Linked DNA regions of Mus musculus: all the other regions are linked to region 1. A link is a contact called in public HiChIP or PLAC-seq and promoter capture Hi-C data. All regions are on one chromosome and are shown on one strand. The core of a region is the stretch at or near the end of the contact, and the rest is flanking DNA. Distances in the headings are between cores, read along the strand shown.

What was found. HiChIP or PLAC-seq counts read pairs in DNA pulled down with a chosen protein or histone mark. Capture Hi-C pulls out chosen DNA fragments and counts their contacts.
Region 2: a contact with region 1 is called in a promoter capture Hi-C map of adipose tissue. The contact joins the promoter of Scpep1 here to the promoter of 2210416O15Rik in region 1. A contact is called at or near these places in 4 of 115 datasets of contacts at active chromatin or transcription factors (embryonic basal ganglia, embryonic forebrain, forebrain and 1 more) and 1 of 9 other capture datasets (adipose tissue).
Region 3: a contact with region 1 is called in an H3K27ac HiChIP or PLAC-seq map of stem cell-derived neural progenitor cells, with 5 times the contacts expected there. The contact joins the enhancer-like site here to the promoter of 2210416O15Rik in region 1. A contact is called at or near these places in 2 of 39 promoter capture datasets (the C10 cell line and liver), 2 of 15 datasets of contacts at CTCF or cohesin (embryonic stem cells and large pre-B cells), 1 of 484 Hi-C or Micro-C datasets (reprogramming fibroblasts), 11 of 115 datasets of contacts at active chromatin or transcription factors (astrocytes, craniofacial prominence, embryonic basal ganglia and 7 more) and 1 of 9 other capture datasets (embryonic stem cells).

Annotation. Positions count from the first base shown.
Region 1 is chr11:88,095,535-88,100,130 of GRCm38.p6, forward strand. It overlaps 2210416O15Rik (RIKEN cDNA 2210416O15 gene), which reads left to right and starts at 2,524. Exons shown (of 4, transcript NR_045499.1): 1 at 2,524-2,594; 2 at 2,681-2,783; 3 at 3,135-3,218; 4 at 3,328-4,573. It overlaps Cuedc1 (CUE domain containing 1), which reads left to right and starts at 3,612. Exons shown (of 11, transcript NM_198013.3): 1 at 3,612-3,809.
Region 2 is chr11:88,953,263-88,957,858 of GRCm38.p6, forward strand. It overlaps Scpep1 (serine carboxypeptidase 1), which reads right to left and starts at 2,180. Exons shown (of 13, transcript NM_029023.3): 1 at 2,032-2,180. The coding sequence starts at 2,107.
Region 3 is chr11:88,820,283-88,824,878 of GRCm38.p6, forward strand. No RefSeq gene overlaps it. Among named protein-coding and RNA genes, the nearest start is that of 4930556N13Rik, 29 kb to the right of the region's middle. Within about 2 kb of position 2,464, at least 52 of the 459 cell types and tissues checked have an H3K27ac peak or open chromatin away from gene starts, as enhancers often do. A contact at or near this core is called in pancreatic cancer cells and stem cell-derived neural progenitor cells, where this site is marked.

The DNA.
Region 1 (4,596 bases), core at 1,274-3,773:
ATATATAATAATACATATACATGTTTTGTTGGCCCCGTGCCTCCGTGCTCACCTTCTCACACTGTAGGCCACAGCCCCAGATTGGGTTGCATAACTGAATGCGAAGGTTACACAATTTTTGGAAATAGTAAAAGGTTTCTGAATGCAGTGACCCAAAATTAATTTGAAATCAAACACTCAATGAACCTGAGCCTTTTCTGGCAGCATTCACGCGTGTCGTATCCACGCTTCAACAGAGACTTTGTTCTGAACATACAACACACACATTTCACATCACCAATATCACCGCAGAAAACAAAAAAACAAAAACAAAATCCAGCTAATACACCCAGAATCACATTGGCTGGAATTCAAGAATATTTATTATACATTAAGAGTTGCATTCTGCCGGGCAGTGGTGGCGCACGCCTTTAATCCCAGTACTCGGAAGGCAGAGGCAGGCAGATTTCTGAGTTCGAGGCCAGCCTGGTCTACAGAGTGAGTTCCAGGACAGCCAGGGCTGTACAGAGAAACCCTGTCTCGGGGGAAAAAAAAAAAAAGAGTTGCATTCTTTATATGCAAAGTTTCCTGTTTTTTTTTTTTTTAAATAGAATCAAAGTAGTTTAATTATAGAAAACAAAGAGTTTTAATTTGTCACTCCCAAGAATGGATCAAATCACTGTTATTTGTTAGAGTGTTTGATTTTTTAAAAAAATTGCTGTTGGAGGTTGCTGACTTGACTTTCATAGACAGTATTAAATGAAACTAGGCATAGTGGCAGCGGCCTTTAATCCCAGCACTCATTGGGCATATGTGGGTGGATCCCTGGGAGTTTGAGATAGGTCTGGTCTACACAGTGAATTTCAGAACAGCCAGTGTTATGTAGTTGAGATCCTGTCTCAAGAAATATTAAGTGGATTTTTGCTTGGGATTAGAACAGATTCCAGAAATTTTTGAAATGGCCCTAAACATACCTTGCCAACTTGTACTCTGTGTTAAACATCACTGGATGCTCTTCCAGAGGACCTGGGTTTGATTCTCAGCATCCACATGATGGCTCACAACCATCTGTAACTCCAGTTCCAGGGGATCTGATGCCTTCTTTAGGCACACATGTGAATGCAGGCAAAACACCCAAATACATTAAATGAACTAGACCTTAATCAGCACAAGTAAGGGACCTGAGGCACAGAGAGTTAAGTGCCTGGCCCCAAAGTCATGTAGCAGGTTGAAGAAGTCCTAAAGTTTGGTGCCCACTGAAAACTATTAACCTCTGTGAACACATCCTAGGACCTAGTTTGTTGGAAGAGCAGGAAGGAATTGGGTGCTAGAGAAGGCTACTGAAGAAGCGTGGGGGTTGTTGGGGAAACCTTGTAGGATGGGCAATCTGTGGGGTGGGAGAAATTTCAAAGAAGCCTTAAAAGCACCTGGGGTTGTATCAGAGCCAAGAAGTGGGGTAAGCAGGAGGTTCATGGGTTTAGACAACCAGGTTCCTGCCAGGGCCTCCCACAGAGTGTAGCTCCTGGGATGACTGGGGAAGAAGGCCAGACCGCAGGAAAGAAAAGCTAGAATGAGGCTGGAACAAGTAAGAGATATGCGTCTCCATTTTAGAGGAAGTCTACTTCGGATGAGATGACATTACTAGGGCGATGGCTTGCGGGCAGGGCAGGATCAGGACAGGATTAGTTTAAAAGGGGGCATCTTGAAGTGTTGGTAGGCTTGAAGCAGAAAGGGGACGGTGGAAAGAAAGAACGGATTGGAGTTCTCTGAAGCAGGCAGGAAGTTTGGCTAGAGAGCAGGACGGGTCTCTCACCAGCTGTGGAGAGCAGAGCACAGGGGCTGGAGCCAGGCAGCAGCTGTGGGAAGAAGTAGGGGAAAGGGAAGGAAGGATGGCTACAGCTGGAGAGCAACAGAATACCCAGGAAGAGGGAGGGCAGGGACTGAGCTGGTTAGCCTCTGTGCCAAGAGGTGGCGTTTAGATGAGGGAGGAATGGTTTTGAGTTTGTTGTTAGCCTCCATGAGATCTCCAAGGGACCTGATGCTGGAGACCTGAGGCAGGCAGCAGATAAGAGGGGCTGGGTTGCAAGAGAACCTAACCTGAGCCTCTAGGTGCTCAGAGCAGCAGTAGGGGAGAGTGAAGTTGCTCTGGGTATGAGAAGCAGGGGTGGAGGTGGGGGTGGGGGTGTAGGGAGGCAGGACTGGGAAGCTGCTTCCGGAATCGACCCCAAAGGAGGACATTGAAAAGCTCACAGACAGGCTACTTCAAGGGTGACAATCACAGCGACTAGCTGGCTTTGCTAACGACTTGAATGAAAATACATTTCATAAGCATCCTAGAGGCACGCACAAACAGGAAAATCTCCAGATTGGTAGCCCCCACCCCAACCCCAAGTCCTGAAATGTCAAAGTGACTGGGACAGATTAGAGAAAGATTCTGCCAATAAGCAGAAAAGTGACAGGTGAAGTTAACACTACAGTATAAAGTGACAAACTCGATACCATCATCTAGGCTTTACTGGCCGAGAGGATAAATCCTGAGCGCTTGGTGACATCTCAGTCAGCAGCCACATCGGAGGACTTCAGAGTCAGAATTTTTCACGTGGGGTCCTGATAGTGTGAGGGTTCCCGGAAGCCGGGTGAAGGGGCATGGGCAGAGGGGCCGAAGGGAACAAGGGATTCTCAGAGGTGGGGTTTCTCCCAGGGTATCCTCAGATTCCACCTCGCTGAAGAAATTACCCTTGACAAGCAAAGGATGGAGACTCTGGGGCCTTGGTTTGTGATTTTCACCATCAGATGTCTCTTGGGTGAGCATGCCCAGACTTCTCAGCAAAGATTGTAAGTCTTCGGAAGAGGAGAGGGCTGTGTGCAGGGCTCCACACACAAATGGGCAGGCTCTTCCATCATTCCCTCTGTTCCCTTTTCTCATCTCCAAATTAGTGCACAAAACCAAACCACTTGGAAAATTAACCAGTTGATCGACCGTTTATTAAAACGTTTGTGGAATCCCTTATCGAGGCTCAGAAGCCTTTGAAGTAATGGCGAATGCTGGGTGGAGATAAGATGTTAGTGGGTGGTAACTTTGATTTTCCTAATCAACTTCACGATTTCCTCTGGCCTCAATATTACATTTTATTTCCTGAACTCTAACTCCGCAGAGCTGCCACTTTCCCACACTCCTGATGTCCCCAAGCCCAGAGAGGTTCGTGCATCTTCTACAGCCCTCACTAGTGGCTCCTCGTGTATGTCTGCAAACTCTCAGGTCAGCCTTGCATTTAGGTCCCCCTCTTTCCCAAATTTCCCACGTCTCAGGTCTCCTTGCTTTAACAACCCCTTAAGGTGCTTCCCAAGTCGGCAGAGCCCAAGCGCATCACACCGGGCCATAAAGGGAAGATCACAAGTCCTCAAGAGGAGCGGTCTGTGCAGGAATGCACAGAGGAGACTGTCCCAGTGTCCTCAGAGGCCCCTTGCCCCTTATCCCTCTCCCCTTGCCCCGTATCCTGCGCAACCGCATTGGCCTCGGGATCCCTATTCCTGCTTCCAGTCCTGGGGAGAGGGTCTGGGGGTGTCGCAGCCTGAGCCCCGCCGCGCGCGCAGCCCCGCTCCTCCCCGCGCGCCCCACTTGTGGCCCCGCCGGCAGCTTCGCAGGGACAGCTGCATTTCTCGCCGCCCGCCGCTAGGAAGCCGGCCTCGCCTCGCTTTCTCCGCCTCCCGGCGCCCAGCCGCGCCGCCGCGCCACCAAGCCGGGCTGCCGCTGCCGCCGCGGGACCGCGCCCCTCCCCCGCCGCCCGACCCCAGCGGCCCCGCGGGAGCGGACGCGCGTGCGGTGCTCGGTAAGACCCCGATTCGCTCTCGCCGCCCCTAGCGCGAGCTCGCGGGCGCCGCGCTCCACCCCGGCCCGGTGGCCCCACCTTCCCCGGGAGCATCGCCGAGGCGCGGCCGCGAGGGCCGGGCCGTCGCGAGTTTGAGTCCTCGCGCGGTGGCCAAGGCTGCCCGGGAGCCCGCGGCAGGTCCCCGGCCGCCCTCCCTCCGCCGCTGCCCGCCTCGTTCCTGGTCCTGGGCACAGGGAGCGTGCGGAGGATCCCGGGGCCGCGATCCGAGGGGTGGTCGCCGGCCAGCCGGCGCCGCGAGGAAGGGACGCGAGGCCTTGGGGAGCCTGCTCAACCCGGGTCTCTCTGCTCCCCGGTTCCCCGCTTTGTGTGGACACCCTCCCGGCTTCGCCCGGGCTTGGGGGCGCAGCCTGAATGGCGATGGCGAGGCGGGGGCCTGGGTTGGGAGCTGAACTCCTTTTAGGGGGAGGGGAGAATCGTTTCCTGCTCCCGCCGTGGTCACCGGTCGGTTCAGCCTTTTCTGGTCCCACCCGGTCCCCTGGGAGCTGCGTCTCTCCGCGACCCGGCTGGAGAAAGTTCAGAATGCGCTGTCCCCGCCCCTGCTCCCCCGCCCCTCGAACTCTGAGTGCCTGGGGCGCTGAGCTCCAGGGGGCCGGGGCTTGCCTTTATTCCTTCAGCGCTCTTGGGTTTCTCTCTGAATGGTTGGTGGCTTGCCACCCCAGCATGGGCTTGTCCATTTTCTTTCCTTAATAAAAAGTTTCAGCTTCAAGAAATTCATACTGCTATTAAA
Region 2 (4,596 bases), core at 930-3,429, 860 kb after region 1:
GACTAGGGAGTGAGGATCAGGAGTCCACGTCCAGCCTCAGCACACAGTGAGTTTCAGGCCAGCTGGGGGGACAAGAAACCCTATCTTAAAAAAAAAATACTTATGGAAAAAAAAAATAGAAGGAGAAAGAAGATTAAGAAAACCAAAGAGTGAAACTGAGAAAACAGGTCAGACAATAGAGTGTTCACCTCGGAGGCATACAGGCCATAGCTCCATCTCTAGCTGTGTTTGTGCTCAATATCCCAGGGCTGGAGGCAGGGGAATTCTGGGGCTTTCTGGTCAGCCAGTCTGGCCTACTTGGTGTTGCAGACCAGAGAAAATTATTGTCTTTCAAAAAAGAAGGTAGATAATTCCTGAGGGTCAACACATGGGGTTCTCTTCTGACCTCCATATCTATACACACACACACACACATGCACACATGTACGCAATGTCAGGGTGGGGATGCATCTAAGGAAAAACAGGCTGAAAAATTACGGGTGTGGCTGTATCTATAAAATAACATGAAATTAGAGTTCCCTTGGAAATGACTGATAAGGCTCAAGTCCCTCATAATGTAAACCCTGGTGTTTTTCTCCCTTCCCTGGTACAAACTCCTGTTAAAACATAAGGGGTGGGGCTGAAGAGGTGGCTCAGTGGTTAAGCGCACTGACTGCTCTTCCAGAGGTCCTGAGTTCAAGTCCCAAGTGCTGAAAGTGATGGCTCACAACCATCTGTAATGAGATCTGACACCCTCTTCTGGCGTGTCTAAAGACAGCTACAGTGTACTTACATATAATAATAAATAAATCTTTGGGATGGGGTGAACAGGGCTGGATGGAGCGAGCAGAGGTCCTGAGTTCAATTCCCAACAACCACACGATGGCTCACAACTATCTGCACAGCTACAGTGTACTCATATACATAAAATAAATAAATCTTTGAAAAAAAAAAAAAGACTGAAAATCAGGGGTGGTGAGATGACTCAGGAGATAAAAGACAGTGGCCACCAAGCCTGGCACCCTTAGTTCAGTCACAGGGAGCTACATCATAGAAAAACTGACTTCTCCGTGTTGTCCTCTGACTACACACACACACACACACCCTTTGACACTCACAAAACAAATTAAAAAAGAAAGAAAGAAAGAAAGAAATTAAATTAAAAGGCTGGAAAGATGGCTCAGCTGGTAAGATCACTTTCTCACTGTCTTGCTCTTCCAGAGGACCTGGGTTTAATTCCCAGAATTCACATGGCAGCTCACAACTTCTGTACCTTCGCTTTCCTGAGATCCAAAGCCCTCTTCTGACTTCTCAGAGCACCAGGCATACAAGTAGTACACAGACAGACATGGAGGCAAGACAAAATATATTTTTTTCCTTTAATAAAGTGAGAGTTAATCCAGACACTTGGTAGGTAAGAGTCCGAGGCCAGCCTAGTCTATGGAGAGAGTTCCAGGACAGCCAAGGCTACACAGAAAAAAACCTGTCTGGAAAAACAAACAAAAAGAAAAAAAGGAAAAAAACGAGAAGAAAAGAAAGAAAGAAAATGTGCCAATTTGCAAGTCATTCCACAAAACAAAATTCTTTTTTGCCCAAAAATAGGCCAGAGCAGTCAGCTGATATTTTGTCTCTTCTAAACCAGCAGAGGTGGCAGGCTTTGTTTCAAAGCAAGGATTTGTAGAGGTCTCTTTGGCCTCCAATCTCAGCTCAATCAAATGACCCTAAAACGTCACTAGGCAGCTAACCACAGGAGAAAGGGGAGGTGGCCTTTAGACCGTGAAGTCTCACTCATCAGCAATTTCCTGAAACCATACGTTTCTGTACAAACACTTCCATCTCCAGGAATCACCCTGCATCAGGAAGGGGCAGGAAAAGGCACTTTGAATTAAGACACAAATAAAAATTAAGAGGTTCAGAAACAATATAAATTTCTCAAGGGAAGAAGCGGGAGAAAGAAATGTGTTTTAAAAAAAAGAAAAAGAAAAACGCGAACGCATCAACAAATTCGAGAAGGAGGCACCCACCGTTGGTGCGTCTTTCTCACGAACCTACCCGCGCTGAAGCCCAGTAAGAACGATAGGAGCAGCAGCCACAGTCGCACGAGACAGATCCGCCGCGAGAGCTCCATGATGAAAACCCCGCCGCAACATCAGCAACAGGCAGGAGCCAAAGGCCATCGCGTGACGGCTTGCGCGGGGACTGGGCGGAGTCAGGGGCGGAGCCTAAGTGGGCCCTGACACTCCTAAGGATTCCGCGCTCCCTCTGCCGGTCGGACCCACCCAGGACCTCCTACAAAGGGCTCTCGAGGGAGGTGCTACAAAGGAGGCAGTTAATATGTCATCTGACCTTGGTTACTAAGTAGGGAAGAATTGAGAAAACTACAACTGGATAACCACCATCCCCTCAGCCCGGCCCGTGTTTGTCTTCTCCGACAAAAGGCTTATGTTTTATCTTTTAAGACTTGTTTTTATTATTTTATGTGCATATGTGTGTATGAATGTATATGCCACATGTGTGGGTTTATGCAGAAGGAGTGGGTTTCTCTGGAGCTAGGGTTACAGGGCTTTTTGAGTGGCCGGTGCAGATGCTGGGAACTGAATTTGAGTCCTCTGGAAAACCAACAAGTGCTCTTAAATTACTGAGCCATCTCCATAGTCTCAGGCCTAGAATTTTAAAAAATTGCATCTGAAAAGATGAAGTCAGATTAAAGCACGAACCAGCAGGTCTTTTAAGACTAGAGCTGGGCAGTGGTGGCGCACACCTTTAATTTCAGCTCTTGGGAGGCAAAGTCAGGTGGATTTCTGAGTTCCAAGCCAGCCTGGTTTACAGAGTGAGTTCAAGGACAGCCAGGGCTACACAGAGAAACCCTGTCTCAAAAAAAAAAAAAAAAAAAAAAAAAAAAAAAAACAGAAAGAAAGAAAGAAAAAGAGAGAGAGAGAGAGAGAGAGAGAGAGAGAGAGAGAGAAAGAAAGAAAGAAAGAAAGAAAGAAAAGAAGAGAGAAAGAAAGAGTCTAGATTCTATTTTCAGAAACCCATTACTTTGAAGTGGTGGCTCAGGGGTTAAGGGCATTGTTGCTCTTCCAAAGGACCCAAGTTTGGTTCCCAAGACCCACATGGTGGCGTACAGATTCAGAACTCCACATCTCATGATCCAGGGGATCTGGCACTTCCTCAAGCATACATATGATGCATATATAAGCCTGCAGGCAAAACGCTCACATAGATAAAGTGAATCGAAAATATTATTATCAAATCACATGTGTCATTAATATACTAGTAATTCATAAAAAATTACTATATAGATCCTATAACTTTTGGTTATGTATTTTAAACACAGCAAAAAAAAAGTGGACTTTTTCTCTCTTGATAGCATGGTCAACATCACTGTGTGTGATATACTATCTTCAAAGCAGTTATTTAAAAGAAGGTATCAAGGGCTTGTGGAGAGGAATTTGAAGAAAACATGGACTGCAGAGGTGTGTGTGTATGATATGTCTGTCTGAAGATAAATTTTTATTTTACGGAATATTTTAGGGGTACTGAGTCACCTCACAGAGCCAAGCAACAGCAAGAGCTACCTGGAAGTGACTTTTGTCTCTGCAAACTTTGTTTTAAGATAACAAACTCACAAAAGAAAGCAAGAACAAAGAATGTGTCCCTGACTCAGGTTTTTATCCTCCCCCATGCCTCCTATGCATCAGCAGAAATGTTTTTCTTTGCAACCTGTAGATTTTATAGCTTCTAGAAAGTGTAGTGCGTATCCTGTGTCCTACGTTGCCACTGAGGGCAGGGCTGCAGAGAAGTGGGAGTCTGCTGTCTACTTTTCTCCTGCTCCAACATGAGTGGGGCCAAATGCCTGAAAAATCTAGCCTTTTTTTTGGTTTTGTTTTTGTTTTTTGTTTTTTGTTTTTTTTTTCAAGACTGGGTTTCTCTATATAGCCCTGGCTGTCCTGGAACTCACTCTGTAGACCAGGCTGGCCTCGAACTCAGAAATCCGCCTGCCTCTGCCTGCCGAGTGCTGGGATTAAAGGCATGCGCCACCACGCCCAGCTTTCCATGTTCTTTATGATCAGAGCCAAACACACTTAACCACCAGAGGCTGTACTATGTGCCTTGTTCTCAGAAGCCTGCAGCTAAAGAATTTCCATGAGGTTTTTCTCTAACCTGGGCTGCAGAGCAAGACCTCCATCTCAAGAGAAAGAATGAATACATGAATAGATAAAAATAAAGTATTGTAGTTTGATATTAGTGGTAGACTATGAGCCACAGAGTGTTTTGCAGCAAAAAAGTTCAAATTTTCTATGTTTGGATTTTTTCATAATAAAATATAGAAAAGATTAGCTTTTTTGTTTGTTTGTTTATTTGGGGTTCTTTTTGTTTTTTTTGTTTTTTGTTTTTTGTTTTTTTTTTTTTTGGTTGGTTGGTTGGTTGGTTGTTTTTTTGAGACAGGGTTTCTCTGTATAGCCCTGGCTGTCCTGGAACTCACTTTGTAGACCAGGCTGGACTCGAACTCAGAAATCCGCCTGCCTCTGCCTCCCAGGTGCTGGGATTAAAGGCGTGTGCCAACACGCCTGGCATTGGACCTTAGAATTGGCAGGAAGAACATCTTCCAGCCAC
Region 3 (4,596 bases), core at 1,214-3,713, 720 kb after region 1:
CTAAAAACCACTAGGCTTGAGGCTGCTCCCACCAGCCAGCACCTGCACAGGACCTTCTCCTCGGTCCAGTGGTCTCTCCTTACCCATCACCCATCTTCTACTCCCCTTCCTTTCTCCTCCCTCCTCGCTGCCCCTCCCTACGGGATCCCTTCTTTTGTCCCTCCAGCGCAGGGGTGTTTTGCAGGCCTAAGCCCCCCTCCTAAACTCTCAAATGCTTGATAGAACAAAAGGCTAACATGGAAGGCAAGCCAGGACTGCTAATGCTGTTTGGTTTCGTTGTCTTTGGTCTCCCACACAGCAGGTCTCTAAGTAAGTGGAGTGCACCTGTCTGCAAGTGTATTTACATGCACACTTCTCCCCCCCCCCGCCCCCACCACCATGAAAAGCAGGGCCTGAGTTGAGGCTAACTCTCTTGTCCCCTCCCCTGCTTCCCTTCCTCACCCCCACCCTTCCCCTGATCTCCTTCCCTGTCCCCTCCCCTCCTCTCCCCTCCTCTGCTTCCCTTCCCACTCCCCTCCCTAAGATCATGATCCCAGTCCTGGTCCCATGGCCCTGGGAATTCCTGTCTAGCGCCCTCCTCCTCTGAAGTGTCTTACTTCCTGTCCTAAACTGTTGCTCTGAGTCCCCACGCATCCCCGTGCTTTTGCCTCGGAGGGCCTCGTTTCCTGACTAAGTAGCAAGCCAGCCAGTACAAAGGCTGAATAAACAGTCAGTAGAAATTAACTTGAATGTTCAGGGAGAAGAACAAAGACTTCCGACGTGAGCCAGGGAAGGAATCGTAATTGCCAGAGAGAGAGGGGCGGCCCTGAGCTCAGGCTGCTGGAGACTTGGGAGCGCGGATGTTGACAGTGGCGGAGACAGGCAGGCGCGCGATGCTGACTTGATAAGTGGAAGAGTGAGAATTCTAATTCAAGGAAGATGCAGATAGAGAGGAGCACGAGAACAGAGAGGAGGGGCCGCTGAGGGGTCCAGAGGCAAAAGGCAAGGTCCCCCTGCTCCCGGCGGGGTATCCTTGCCTGGGCTCCCAGCCCAGAGTAGACGTTCTCATGGGGACACCAACAGTAACCAAGTACGCATTCATGGAGACTCCAGGATAGGAGAAAGGCAGAGGCAACTGGCATTGTGTCTCCAGGGTGGAAGAAATGACGAGTCCTATGAACCCAGAGAAACAGAGAGGGCCCCACCCTAGACCATGGAAGCAGACCCATTTAAGAGACTTCTACAGAGAAGCAGCTGGCACGACCTGTCCTTACCCCACCCGGTGTAGCAGCTTACAGAGGGGTGTGAATGCTCAGAGCCATGCCCTGGAGGAAGGCGTTGCAGGGTAGCATCCTGAGGAAGAGTGCACCCTGGAGAAGGGTCCTAGGAGACAGCCTGCGATGAGAACACAGGCCTCTGTGCCTTGACGGGAAGGAAAGGGAGAAGAGGAGGCTAGATAGATGCCAGGAGACTTCCGAGGGAGGGGAGATTGGTTGGTGGTTCCAGAAATGGGATAAAGGAGAGCTTCCTGGAACATCTCCCCTGGCAGAAAGGAGGCAGCCAGCTCCCAGGACCCGTGGTTGGGGCTATCGGAGGAGTGTGAACACTCTGAACGGCAGCGTTTGCTGGAGAGAGACCATGACAGACCACCCAACCTCCAGAGACCACGAGGAGGGACAACCGGGTCCCTGCTGCCACTGGTGGCCCGCCAGAGTGGACACAGTACATGTTTGTGGCTGGAAAGCCAAGTGACGGTACAGAAGCCTGGGAAGGGTCCAAGCAGGACACCAGGCTTCCATCCTTGGGTAACTTGTGCCCCTCAATGCTAGGTAAAAGCCCCCCAGGAAGAACCAGACCTTCGAAAACCTCTGATTCTTTTAGTTGTTTGGCAAAAGACATCTCCATGCTCTGTGGCCTCTTAATTTCGTAGATGGTGAAAGGCAGAGAATTAAAGAATCAATGGGCAATTAAGGAGGTACTGGCAGGTACTGGCCAAGAGCATATTATTTATTTATTCAGCCAGCCACACTCATTTTTAAAGAGCTAACTTCCATTTTGTTTCTGACACCAAAAATAAATCAAACTAAAAACTGTATACATCATAACTGAAAAAAAAATACATATTTGCATGGTATGTCGCCCCTGTGAAGCCTCAGCTGCGACCTGCAAAAGGAATTTTTGTGTAAAAAAAAAAAAAGAGAGAGAGAGATGAATTCATTCTGCACTGGCCTTCCCTGAGGGTACAGATAGGATCGAAAAGACAAAAATAAGGTTTTAATTCACTAGTGATTTTCCCACCCCGTCTCAAGCTTCTTTTTGATTCTTAGCATCCATTTTCCTGGGTCGTCTTGGGAGGGTTGCAAGATTTCAATCCATTAACACAGTAGTAGGTTGGTGAAATTTCAGAACAGGCTGAGATGAACAGCCACAATGAGGACACAGCTGCCCTGGGGCTCCCGGCAGAGAACTCAGCCTATGATTCAGCTCCTAGCCCATGATCTGGCGCCCTAAGGGAGGGGATCTCTTTGAAGAGCCCTCTTTTCTCTCCTCTACTTCCCCGACTTGGGAGAAATCCAGTCTTGCCCCCTAGTCCATATCAGCTCTCTGATTTTGGAGCAGCTCCTTGGCACTAAATATACCTGCACCATTGACTGTCTTCCACCCTCCCTCCCCTCCTCACCCCGCCCCGCCCCCCACGCACCTCCTCATTCCCTCCCCAGCAAGCGCTTTTGGCGTACTACAGGTATCTTCCCAAGCTACCCCAAGGTTGATTCTAGGACAGTGGCTCTCAAACTTAAGTCTGCATCTAAACTACGTGGACAAAGTGCTACACGGTTCTCGGTCAGTAAGTCTCGGGTATGAGCTGGGGATTTGCATTCCTGTTAAGTTTAATACTGAGACAAGTGCTTGGAGAACCTGTTTTCTGGGATGAGGCAAAGGGAGGGGATACCCGTAGTAGCTTGTGCTGTGGTGCCATCTAGTGGACATAGACCACAATAGCAGCAGTCTGCCCTGTGGAGTGCACAAGACTTCATTCCACTCCTTTAAACACTTCAAAAACCATTCTCTTTTACGACTCTACTTCTTAAGGTGGGCCTTTTACTGTTTAAATGCTCTCTTTCCACCCTCTGAATAAGACCATTACAAACTATGCCCTGCCGAATATGGATGAAATGAAACAGGAAACTGGGTGTTTTGAAACGAAACTGCACACCCTGATTTTGATAACTGTCCCCCAGATACATCTGACCTAAGGCACAACACTGCACACATGGCAGACAGCAGGCCATCACCCAGATCACACAATAATTAGCTCTAACCCCAAACCAGGACCCAAGGATTCCATGTTGTCTCAACCCAGGGGGAAGCACACCACTTTAGAAGTAACTGGACAACCCTGAGGACGTGGCTGTTGGGGAGAACTTATCAGAGCACACTCGGAACCCTAGGTTCTCTCTCCAGCATGACCTGAACTGGATATAGTGGTCACACCTGTAATCCCAGCCTGGCAGTTGGGAGATCGAAATGGGAAGGTTGAAAGCTCAAAGTCAACCAGGGGGTGCTGACGGACAACTTTAATTCCAGCACCAGGGGAGCAGAGGCAGGTGGACCTCTGTGAGTTTGAGGCTAGCCTGGTCTACAGAGCAAGTTCCAGGATACACAGAAAAACCTTGTCTCAAAAAAAAAAAAAAAAAAAAAAAAAAAAAAAGAGGGATGATGGAGAAGGAAGAGAAGGAAGGGAAGAAGAAAGCTGTTTACGGTTATTCTTCTATTTTAAAACTCAGAGAAAAAGGAAAAGACAGGGTCACAAGTTCAAGGCCTGCCTCAGCTACCTGGACTATGGCTTGAGTTTAAGGCCAGCTTGGAAAACTGTCTCAAAATAAAAATGTAAAAAGGGCTGGCGATGTAGCCTAGCGATAGAACACGCGTGAAGGCCTGTATTTGCCCCACCCCAGGATTGAAAAAAAAATGTAGGTTTCAAAGTCCCATTCTTAAGAATCTCTGGTTCAGTGGGCCTGGGCCCAGCCACTTGCAAGCATTATAAATAAATTGTAGCAAACGCTTGAGCCTCTACTGTGAGACAGCCTGCAGGGCGGTGACCTCAGAACCCTGTTCCCTACCTAGCACTATCCAACAGAAACAATCTGAGCCATACTCAGACTCGTGACAATGCATGCTCATTAGCCTCCCGTTAAACATCAAAGGGGCGGGGCTGCAGAGGTGCCACAGTGGTTCAAAGCATCACTGGCCGTTCTCCCAAGGGGTCCAGGTTTGAGTTCCCAGAACGTACATGGCAGCTGCCAAGCATCTGGAACCCAGTTCCAGGGGTCCTGACTCCCTCTTCTGACTTCTTCAAGCACCAGGCAGGCACGAGATACACAGATTATGCTCGCAGGCAAAATAAAATACCCATCTACATAAATGATCACTTTTGTGGCAAAGGAGGAGCCAGGAATGTGGTTTGGTTAGTAGAGAACTTGCCTACCATGGAAGAAGACCTAAATTTGGCCCGTGGCCCTGTGTAGCTGGGCATGGTGGTAAATGGCTGTGCTCTGAGCACTTGTGAAGATGGAAAGATCAGAAGTCCAAGATCACCACTGACATGGGGAACTCAAA